Regions from separate parts of the Siniperca chuatsi genome. Here region 1 is linked to region 2. The links are chromatin contacts, called in public Hi-C maps. All regions are on one chromosome and are shown on one strand. Each heading gives the region's core, a stretch centred on a gene start, on an enhancer-like site or on the middle of the called end of the contact. The rest is flanking DNA. Distances are from core to core; before and after follow the strand shown. Region 1 overlaps LOC122878709 (unconventional myosin-Ic-like). Region 2 holds the start of LOC122878709 (unconventional myosin-Ic-like).

Evidence for each region. Hi-C and Micro-C count contacts between places; a contact is called where the count stands out from the background.
Region 1: a Hi-C map of liver shows a contact between it and region 2, with 4 times the contacts expected there. The contact joins the enhancer-like site here to the promoter of LOC122878709 in region 2. A contact is called at or near these places in 3 of 3 Hi-C or Micro-C datasets (liver, skeletal muscle and an unstated tissue).

Annotation. Positions count from the first base shown.
Region 1 is chrLG7:5,609,740-5,614,608 of ASM2008510v1, reverse strand. LOC122878709 (unconventional myosin-Ic-like) reads right to left here. Exons shown (of 33, transcript XM_044201880.1): 12 at 4,540-4,613; 13 at 3,834-3,939; 14 at 2,600-2,680; 15 at 1,822-1,913; 16 at 1,530-1,624; 17 at 553-599; 18 at 306-386. Among protein-coding and RNA genes, the nearest start is that of LOC122878712, 16 kb to the left of the region's middle. Within about 2 kb of position 2,843, the one cell type or tissue checked has an H3K27ac peak away from gene starts, as active enhancers do. A contact at or near this core is called in liver, where this site is marked.
Region 2 is chrLG7:5,557,809-5,562,691 of ASM2008510v1, reverse strand. It overlaps LOC122878709 (unconventional myosin-Ic-like), which reads right to left and starts at 2,038. Exons shown (of 33, transcript XM_044201880.1): 1 at 1,924-2,038; 2 at 1,522-1,780. The coding sequence starts at 1,611.

The sequences.
Region 1 (4,869 bases), core at 1,594-4,093, 51 kb before region 2:
CTGAAACAGGTTTTGGTAGAAGGCCTGTTGCCTTATACATACAGCTCCTACCCAGAGGTTTGATAATGTTCTGATAACTTCTTTGCATGGACATCATATAAGGTGAGGTGTCCATTAACAAAGCACTAACTTGAGAATCTCCACACTAGCTTCCATTCCAAACGGACATGTGGCTCAGAGGGAACGGAAGAAGAAAAGTATCGCAAGGGAACGCAAGAGTAGTCCTCAAAACAGTTCTCGCTGTGACCTTTAGGGGGCTCCGTAGAATACACACACATACACAAACAAACAACAAGGTATCTCACTGTTTCTGGGCGTTTCTTGTCACTCAGCTCCTCCCTGTCAAAACACTGGGTCAGGATCTTGTTCTCTGACATACACATAGCCTGCAAACATAAAGGACACAAAGGACATTTTTAACCTCTGGATCGGACAAACACTGTACAACTTTCTACAAATGTATCACACTATCCGAGTGAAGTACAGTTTGCTGCTTTGTCTTCTAATCCTCCCAATCCATCATCTTCCTGTTGATTTTAAACTCAGTCTCACCTCTTTCAAGTTCCTGAAGAGCAGGTCGTTGTTCTTGTCCAAAAATCCTGAATGAGAGAAGATTTGAGAATTTGATTTTTGATACATTTTGATTAATCACTTCCACTGAGGGCCCCACAGTATCGGTGAATTTACACTTGATGGCTACATACACATGGTGCTAAAAGAATGAGGCTAAAGCTAACATCTCCCAGAAAAAAAGTCAGCTTTTGATGATGCATGTAGAGACATGGAAATAAAGAAACAACATTGTTCTTGTATAACAGAGAGCTAGTTAGTCCTCATATTATACATATGATAAGGAAAAACGTAAGCTAAGACTCTTCTTTCATTCTAACATAGCCCTGTTTCGCTGCTTAGCTTACATACAAACAAGACAGATTAGATTTATGCTTTGTGTTCGGCTTTTCAAATAGCATGTTTCATTTTTAACTTTTCAAGAAAAAAGGCTTTTAGTATGAGGACTAACCAAAGTGTTTGCTGGGGTTGCTGGAGTGTAAACGTCCCCAAATTCAATAGAGCAGGACAGAGCTGCTATCGCTACTCTAAACTGATACAGAAGCATCCAGGACCAGCTTCCACTCAGTGGGGAAATACTACACAGTGGATGTGCTACTCGTGAACGAGGCTTTTTTTATTTTAACCTGTAACCCCACACAATAATGTAGTCTGAAACCCAGAGCAGCAGACTGGTGAGTATTCCATGACTATGTTGTTGATCAAATCAGAGCTGGAAATTTACAGTACATGATGCTGAATGTGACGTATTAGAGTTCAGGTAACTCTGACCAGGTCTTAGTTAGCAACCAGCCTTTATCCGTTTGTGTTGGCCATTGTTGGAATGCTGGCATTTACTTGAGAACTAACTCCTTTCACATTGTGACAAAGGTATAAAATCTGGTTGCCTGACCCCCATGCCAAATTCACTGCAACACCAAACATCAGCAGCATACACACGCACAAACACGCACACACACCGTTGACATTGTAGTTGACCTCTCCAGCGTAGTGCAGCAGTCTGAATTCGTCACGGCTCATTACCTTCCGGGTCTTTGCATCAGCCAGCTTGTGACTGCAGGGAAACACACACACACACACACACAGCATGGATAGATCATTAAATGGACTGGACACATATTCAATAGTTCACAGTCTGGTACCACAAGCCAGTCAACAGCCAAACTTATAAATAGTGTAACCCCAAACTGCTTTGAGTATATTTGTGGCATTGCAGTAGTTATAGAAGACAAAAATAGGAATCAAACTAACGTGACAAAGTGTTGGTGTCCTCCCACAGTGTCCTCCAGCTTCTCTAGGAAGGTGAAATCACTGGCATCTCCAGGTCTCAGACACTCCTCATCCTGTGATTTTGAAGACAAAAAGAGCAGCAATCAGTCATTGTCTTACAAAAGCAAAAAACAATCCCAAGTCCATGTCCCCATATCATTTACATTAAGAGTTTGCATGAATGGCTATCAGTGCTATGATTGAATTGATTCATTCATTATTTATTACATAGATACCAGTTTTTGCTTCTCAATGACTGAGCATTAAAGGAATAGTTCAACATTTTGGGAGATACACTTATTCACTTTCTTGCCGAGAGTTAGATGAGAAGTTCAATATCACTCTGTCTGTACGGTAAATATGGAGCTGGAGCCAGGAGACTTATCTTAGCTTAGTTTATACACCTACCAGCACCTCGAAAGCTCACTAATGAATATTGTTATATCTTGTTTGTTTAATCTGTACAAAAACCAAAGTAAAAATGACAAGTGATTTTATGGGTTTATGTGCTGGACTATTGTTTGGCCTGGAGCAGTGATTTCACGTGGACGACAAGACTCCAGGATTATTTCCTAAAATGTTGAACTATTCCTTTAATATGACATCGTATCTTGCCACAAGTTCTTTGGGAATTTTATATTTTGGTAGAAATCCACTTCCAGAATGAATAAGTGAGCTTTCTTTTGAAATAAAATAGTTTCAAATCCTCTTGAGCTATGACACCTCTGTAGCAGAGACGGAGCGCAGTGTGTCTCCTCACCAGAATGGAGATGATGCCTTTGAACTTCTCCTCCACCAGGTCACAGATGATCTTGTTGTTGAAGTACTGCACCGGCTCCCACTGCAAAGGCACAAGCACTATTTCGGTTAGAGAGCATGAGAAAATAAACCCTATCATGGGCATTAATTGGCCTTGCCTGGCATAATGAACATAATGAAATTGTTTTAAAAGAGCCACGGCAGGCTGTTTTTCTCACAGTCTGAACTTAAAAAACTTCGGGGACATAAGTTTTGCCAGAGTCTATCAGTCTAAAACTGATACAACTATTCTAAGCTATTTAATGACCCTAAAGTCAATCATCTGCAGAATCCCAGGAATCCTGGCACACAGACACGCTGCTCACCCACTTGTATGTGGACACACACATAAACACAGAGCTGCAGAGGCAGCAGCGTTAGGTTACGTTAGCACTAACAGCCGCATCATTTCCACAGAGATGACAGAGAGTGCGGCCCACGGCCCTGATGTCAGATGATAATGGGCTCTTTGAGAGGTGAGTCCAAGTTTCTCCCACAATCTGCTCTCTGACCAGTGCATTTAGATTAGACTGAACAGAAGAGGTCCTTGTTCCAAAGAAGCAATATAAATACAATGAATATAAATGGGGCGAAGACAAAAGGGAGCAACTGAGGAGAAAATGCAAGAGAGAGATCTAGAATTAGATATCATCTTTCAAAGCAGACCTCTTTTGACATGTAATTTCCTTAAGAGGCATCATTTAAGATTTTAACTGTAAATAAATAAAATACACTATAACAATAACAGGGTTAAAGGCTTAATTTCTAATGGGGCAGCATCTTCTAAAAATATGTGCACTCACAATAAATCACTTTAAGCCAAAGCCTCAGTGAAACAGCAGCGATAAATGAAATGACCAATTTCACATTGAAAAATACAACTGCAACCACGATCACATTAGGAGCTCTTTGTGAAGCTTAAACCCTGGCTGAGGGAGGAGAGATGGGGTGATAATGGATGGTGAATTTAAAATGTCAAAACCACATAAAGGTGAAGAGAGACTGAGAGGACTGGAGGAAGCAAGTAAAAGAAAAAGAAGAGAGCTAGTGAAAGTGGGTCTTTCCACATTATTCCATATACAGAATTCCAAGTGTAAACGTAGTTGAGGTGCATTAACATCTGGAATAAACAATGGAGGCAGGAGGGTTGGGGGGTGAGAGGGGGGACACTGAGGGAGAAGAAAATGATGTCTGACCGTGATGCCTTCAGCCTCGTACTCCTCCTGCTCTGACTTGAGGGTGAGCTCAATGAAGAGCTGCTGCAGCTTCTCGTTACAGTAGTTGATACAGAACTGCTCAAAGCTGCAACACACAACGAGCACAATGGCTGAATGAAAAACAACAAGGCACAGGGTCATAAACATGTTATTGGTTTTCCAACAAATTCATATTATTTGGTGGTGGATGACTGATCTATAACTAAAGGCTAATATTACCATAATTCATACCATATATAAACATGCGTTACATAAACACTGTGTATGTTAAGGCTGGAGGCTAATTATTGACCTTAGAAATAGTGATTTGACAAAATTCTTGGCACAAAGTCCACTTACTGGGAATTTCTAGAGCTTTCAGCTGCATCTCAGCATATGGAGTTTACTCAGGTTGCTCAGTAACCAACTGAGCCAACTCCAGCAGCCGATGAAGGAGAAATACGAGATGCAGCTGAAAGCTCTGGGAAATTCCTGGAAGTGGACCTTGTGCAAAGATTTTGTTGTTTTAAAAAAAAAAAAAAAAATCAAACTGTGTGTTTGGATGGATATGCAGATGTTGAGCAAATCTCATGAAAATAAGAAACAGACAAAGTACAGTTCAGTTAGATGTCTGTTCTAAACGTTTGCTCACTTTTAAAGAGCTACGGTTTAAATTCAGCATGAACAAAAATCATTAATACTGTACCTGTTGTGCTGGAAGACCTCAAAACCATAGATGTCCAGCAGGCCAATGACAGAGTAATTCTTGTAGGAGTCATCCTGTCAGAGAAACAGAACAAAACTCATCTTCTTTCTATTTGAAAGGGAAAACTCTAGTACACATTAAGCCTTGAAATAAATATTCTACTTAAAAATCATGATTTAAATAGAAAAATAAAATGTGCATTGAAATAAAATAAGATTTCACTCCAGGGTTTACACGTTGACTGATTTTCAATAGCTGTATTCAGAAAAGAATGTATTAATATATTTTAGAATAATATTAACATACTGTGACTATATTGGTCTAACCCTA
Region 2 (4,883 bases), core at 789-3,288:
GTCCCTAGAAATCTAGTCAACATGGGAAGGTTACAAAGGTTTGATGCCATATGACATTGGTCATAGCTTAGTAAACAACTGATGACACCGACACACACACACACCTTTCACACACATCCAGAGATGCAGCAGGGTGATTTGACCTTGGAAGAATGTGGAAGGGGAAAAAATGAAACTGTGTACTGGAATGTCTTTGTCGTTTCCTCCCGTCCAGGCTACAGTACATTCCACCCCTCCCCAATCATCACTGATCAGCACATCAGCAGGCTGCAATAACTGCACCACATTCCTCTTACTATACATCCTCATCCTGTGTCAGCCCACGCTTTACTGTACCAACTGGTACCTTACCGTGGGAGGGTGATTTTAAAAAGCCCACTCCCTTCATTCCTTAGATACTATAGATATATATATATATATATATATTAGTCAGCTGTCTTTATTACTGCTCTCCTACATAAGACAAGAACAAATATGTAACACATGTCAAAATGTTTTAGAGCAGTGGATGTCTCTTTTAATTCCTGCATGGAAACATTACTAAGGGAAAACTGCAGAAGCTACAGTGATGCTAACAGCACAACTAGATTTCCATGATTAAAAATGTGTGTATGCTAACTTTGAGGGGCTACTCCAGCAATTTAGTATTGCATTTCCATAAAGTTGGGGGACTCACAACTGACAGGTTAAAAAAAAAAAAACATTACATGTGATTTGATCCATTGTTGATATAAAGCCGGTGTGGCTACATTGGATTCTGGTCCGCTGAGGTTACAGTTGGTGCAGAGATCAGTATCTCTGCTTATAATTCATTTTGTGGGACACTAAACCTGACTTTTACAGCTGATTTCATAAATGTCTGTGTTTGTGCAGTGAGACTAAGGAAACTCACCTGTTGAGACCCTGGGATGCACTGTACATCACCAAAGAGTGTTCCAGGGTAGACACCTTTAATGTGAAATTGATATTTTATGTACTGTGTCCTTTCAACTCTTTAAAAAGGTCATTATCTGCTCTATGTAACGCTTGTCAGCAGGATTCTCGGTATGTTACTAAGTCCTGATGTCTGTAACAAACCGAGTTATGTCACATTGTGACTTTGCATAAATCCCATCCTATTCATGTCAATAAAGCCTTTCTACCACTATACCATACACTATACCATTATTTTGTAGTAGCAGTCCACAGAAGCAGCCCATTTGTCCATGTATAATTAATTATGAGTACTGCTTATTATAATTCTGAGAGCACTGCTCAGAGCCAAACGGGATTTCAACTTATTTACTAACCACAGCTGTTCTGATTTATCTCTGCAATTTACATGACAGACAGTATACTCTGAAGCAATTTACAGTTCTTAAAATATGTAAATGTTTCTCAACCTCATCCCTGTGGGGGATGAACCCTATAACCTCAGCTGTGTCAGCATCAATTTCTACCACTGAGCTGCATAAAACCCATCGGAATGAAGGATGAGTGGAAAAATCTGACTCCAGATCTGGCCACAGTGTGTGAACTGACCTTGCAGTCGTGGCAGTAGTTTTCCCCGTTCTTCCCCGGAGGAAGGATGATCTCCCCTGTTGGAATGAGCTGGATCCTCAATTCCATCATCGTTCCCTTTTCTCGTTTTTTCCCGTCCCTTTTCTTAAAGTGATTCCGTCTCGTTTGGTGCTGTCTGTTCCTCTCACACTTTGACAGGAGTGTCAGAGGACGTAGATTGTACCTCTCCCCTCAGGTCCTTTGGCAAATCATTAGAATGACAGAGAATGTGCCTAGAAGACTATCCCGAGAGATGTCGGAAAAGCAAAAACGTCACTCTCAGAGACCTTTACTCACATCAGAAATACATGCAAGTAGGTCATAAATCTCTCTCCTATATGCATATGAAGAGAAATGCTTTATCTTTCAAGTGGGAGCTCTTACCCGACAGAGAAATTTTACTTCCTGACACGAAGATCCAAAAGCACTGGCGCAGAGATTTGGAGTTGAGGTGTTACCTGTTGCAGAGCGAAGAGTCACAGTGAGGCCAGCTTCCCCTCGCTGCAGCCAGAGGATGTTGCCTCTCCAGTTGAGGGATCACGGGGAGGATATGGAGCTTAGCCGGGCCTGAGATGGATGTCACATGCAGAGGATATGTGTCTTTTGTCTTACTGTGAGTGTGTGCGCAAGATAAAAATGTGTGTGCTCATAGGGAGTGGTAAACACATTTGTGTTTTGAATGAAAATATTATACCATGCTGTATGTAAAGGTGAGTTGATTTCCTTTTTTTAATCCCAGAGTACTAATAAAGGGAGTAGTCCAGTTCAGTGGTTCCCAACCTTCTTTGAGGTACCCCCACAGGCCTGTCACATGAGCTCCTCGAGTACTCCTTCACAGACACCACCGTCATGTTTTATTTAACATTATTAATTCTATAAAAGTGGATATTGTTACAATATTTTTGCCAATTGAATTGAACTGTCAATGTTTAGGTCGGTTTAGCCAAGTTTGCATTCGTACTACTTGGAGTGGCAGAATTTGGACGTTTCAACCATTTATCCATTACATTTAGCTGACAGTTTTAACAATATAAGGTTATTACTTTAAGCTAATATTTTAAACTGTTTATCATTACTTTTAGCTAGCTATTTGAACTGTCCATCCATTGTTTTTAGACTTCTCTGCATGTTTGTTAACTAGTTTTCACACATCTCAGTTGTAAGTAGTGCTCAGGTGTTACAACTGACTCAATATGGAGATGTTTATTTCTAAATCAAATTGTAATTTCTATTTTTTTTGTCTTATGTCCATGGGCAACACTGCAGAAGTACCCCCTGAGGTACAAGTACCCCTGGATGGGAATCACAGGTCCGCTTCATCTTGTTGTTTGCCCTTAGCTCCTATTAGATCATTGATGGCACTGTGTCCAAGTTTTTAACATGGCACACACACCACACACACCCACACACACACACCACAGGGCTGGTCAGAACAGGGTTTCCTTCTGGACCCAGCATCCTGCCTCAGACATTCCCAGTACCCGCCCAGTAGATTTGTGTGTGTGTGTGTGTCTGTGACGTATGTGTGTGTTAGTGTGTGTGCATGACGGATCCCACTTGTGCTTCCCTTAGGATATACAAGCAAGAGGCACGCGTATGCACACACTTTCTAAAAACAAATAAGGGACTTGTTCTCTCGTAGCAGTGCACTTCCTATCCCCAAGGACTAGACCAGCTAGGGCCTTTACACTCAACCCATACACTGATTCAAACACACACCAAACTGACAGAAGGCTGGTTTCCAGGGTGAAGGGGAAAATGTGACACTGCGGCCGTACATTTCTGTCTTTGTGACAGGAAAATATAAACAGCTTCACTCAATAAATATGCCTCGTTTGGATGATCTTCCTGACCTGTCTGATGACTCCAGACCCCTCCCTGCATTCCTCTTTGCTCACTGTCAGCATTGTGGGACTCATCCAGTTATTTGTGCACACTCTGCAATGTGCCTTTTTAAGGGAGCTTAAATCGTTGATTTAATGGGGTCAGAAACCTAAAAAGCTGAAAACCATTGCTATAGAGAGTAGTAAGAATGTGCACGTGTGTGTGTGTGTGTGTGTGTGTGTGTGTGTGTGTGTGTGTGTGTGTGTGTGTGTGTGTGTGTGTGGTGCTTTCAGTTGTCATGTTTTTAGATTTCCAATACTGGTAAGAGCATTGAAGAGCAAACAAGTTAGAATGTCAGCATACATTCTGTATTGCTGTCAGCCCAGGCTGACTGGCCTGCCTTGTCCCACTCCTGTGAGCTCATTTATTGGCATTGCTTTAATAAAGTCAGTCAACAATAATTCAAACTGTGATCAGCAGGACACAGCAGTATGAGTTGGTTTCCTTGCTGAGGAGTTGGAAGGCGTGCAGCCTGTCGCCTGCTGCTCTTCCTCTAACAGCTCACTGTGGCTGCTCCTTTTTGTTCCCTTCCTCCCATATAAAAATTAAAAAGGATCTGCTGTCAAAAAAATGCAGAAAATTACTGTAGTCTTTTGTATACACATTTTTGGTGAACGATGGCGGTTAGCGCTAACCTCAGTGACAAATACATTGTGTTTCCTGTGGCTTCTTCACAATAAAAGCCACCCCATGTTTGTCCAGTTGAACACTTTTAATGTGAAGCAGCAGCAGCAAATGTTCTGTTTGGATTAGCAGTACCTTAATACACCTCTTAATAGGGTTGGAGGAGAGTGAACAGTAAACATTGACGCTGATGTCAGTCAGATAAAATTACAAACAGTGACACTAGATTACATACATGCATTGTTTCCTGTGAATCCCTTGATTGTAGTTAGGCAATTTGAATACAGCGTGAAAGGGCGGACTCCGCCACTAACAATGAAACTACTATATAAAGGTAATTACAGAATGTAAACACACTGTATGGCTATTGCTGAAAAAAGACTGGCCATAGATAGTATATAAAACTGGGTTTGATTCCATACATATAACTTTAAGGTTATATGTGTCAAAGTGAGGTTTGGGAGGAGGCTCCACATTTGCCTCTGGCTAGGCCCCCAAAATCACTAAGTCTGCCCCTTGTTGCTCAACATAACACTGGGCTGCAAAGCTGACAATCTCGCTGCTGTTTTTGACTATGAAAGCACCATTTTTCCAGTGATACATCTGATTTATTTTGTGTTTAGTGACAAAACCTCAGCTAAATGTCTGACTATTCGGTGTAAAAGCATCTGATTTGCACACTAGCTAACATATAAACATCTTAAAGCTGCTGTAAATATACATTAGTTCACTGCGTTTTGTAGTTTACTGTGTCGCAGTCAGCTCCATTGAAAAATTCTGTGTCAGTTCGTCTTCATCTCTTTGTCAAGTGGCCCGGCCTTGTTACCTGTGTATTC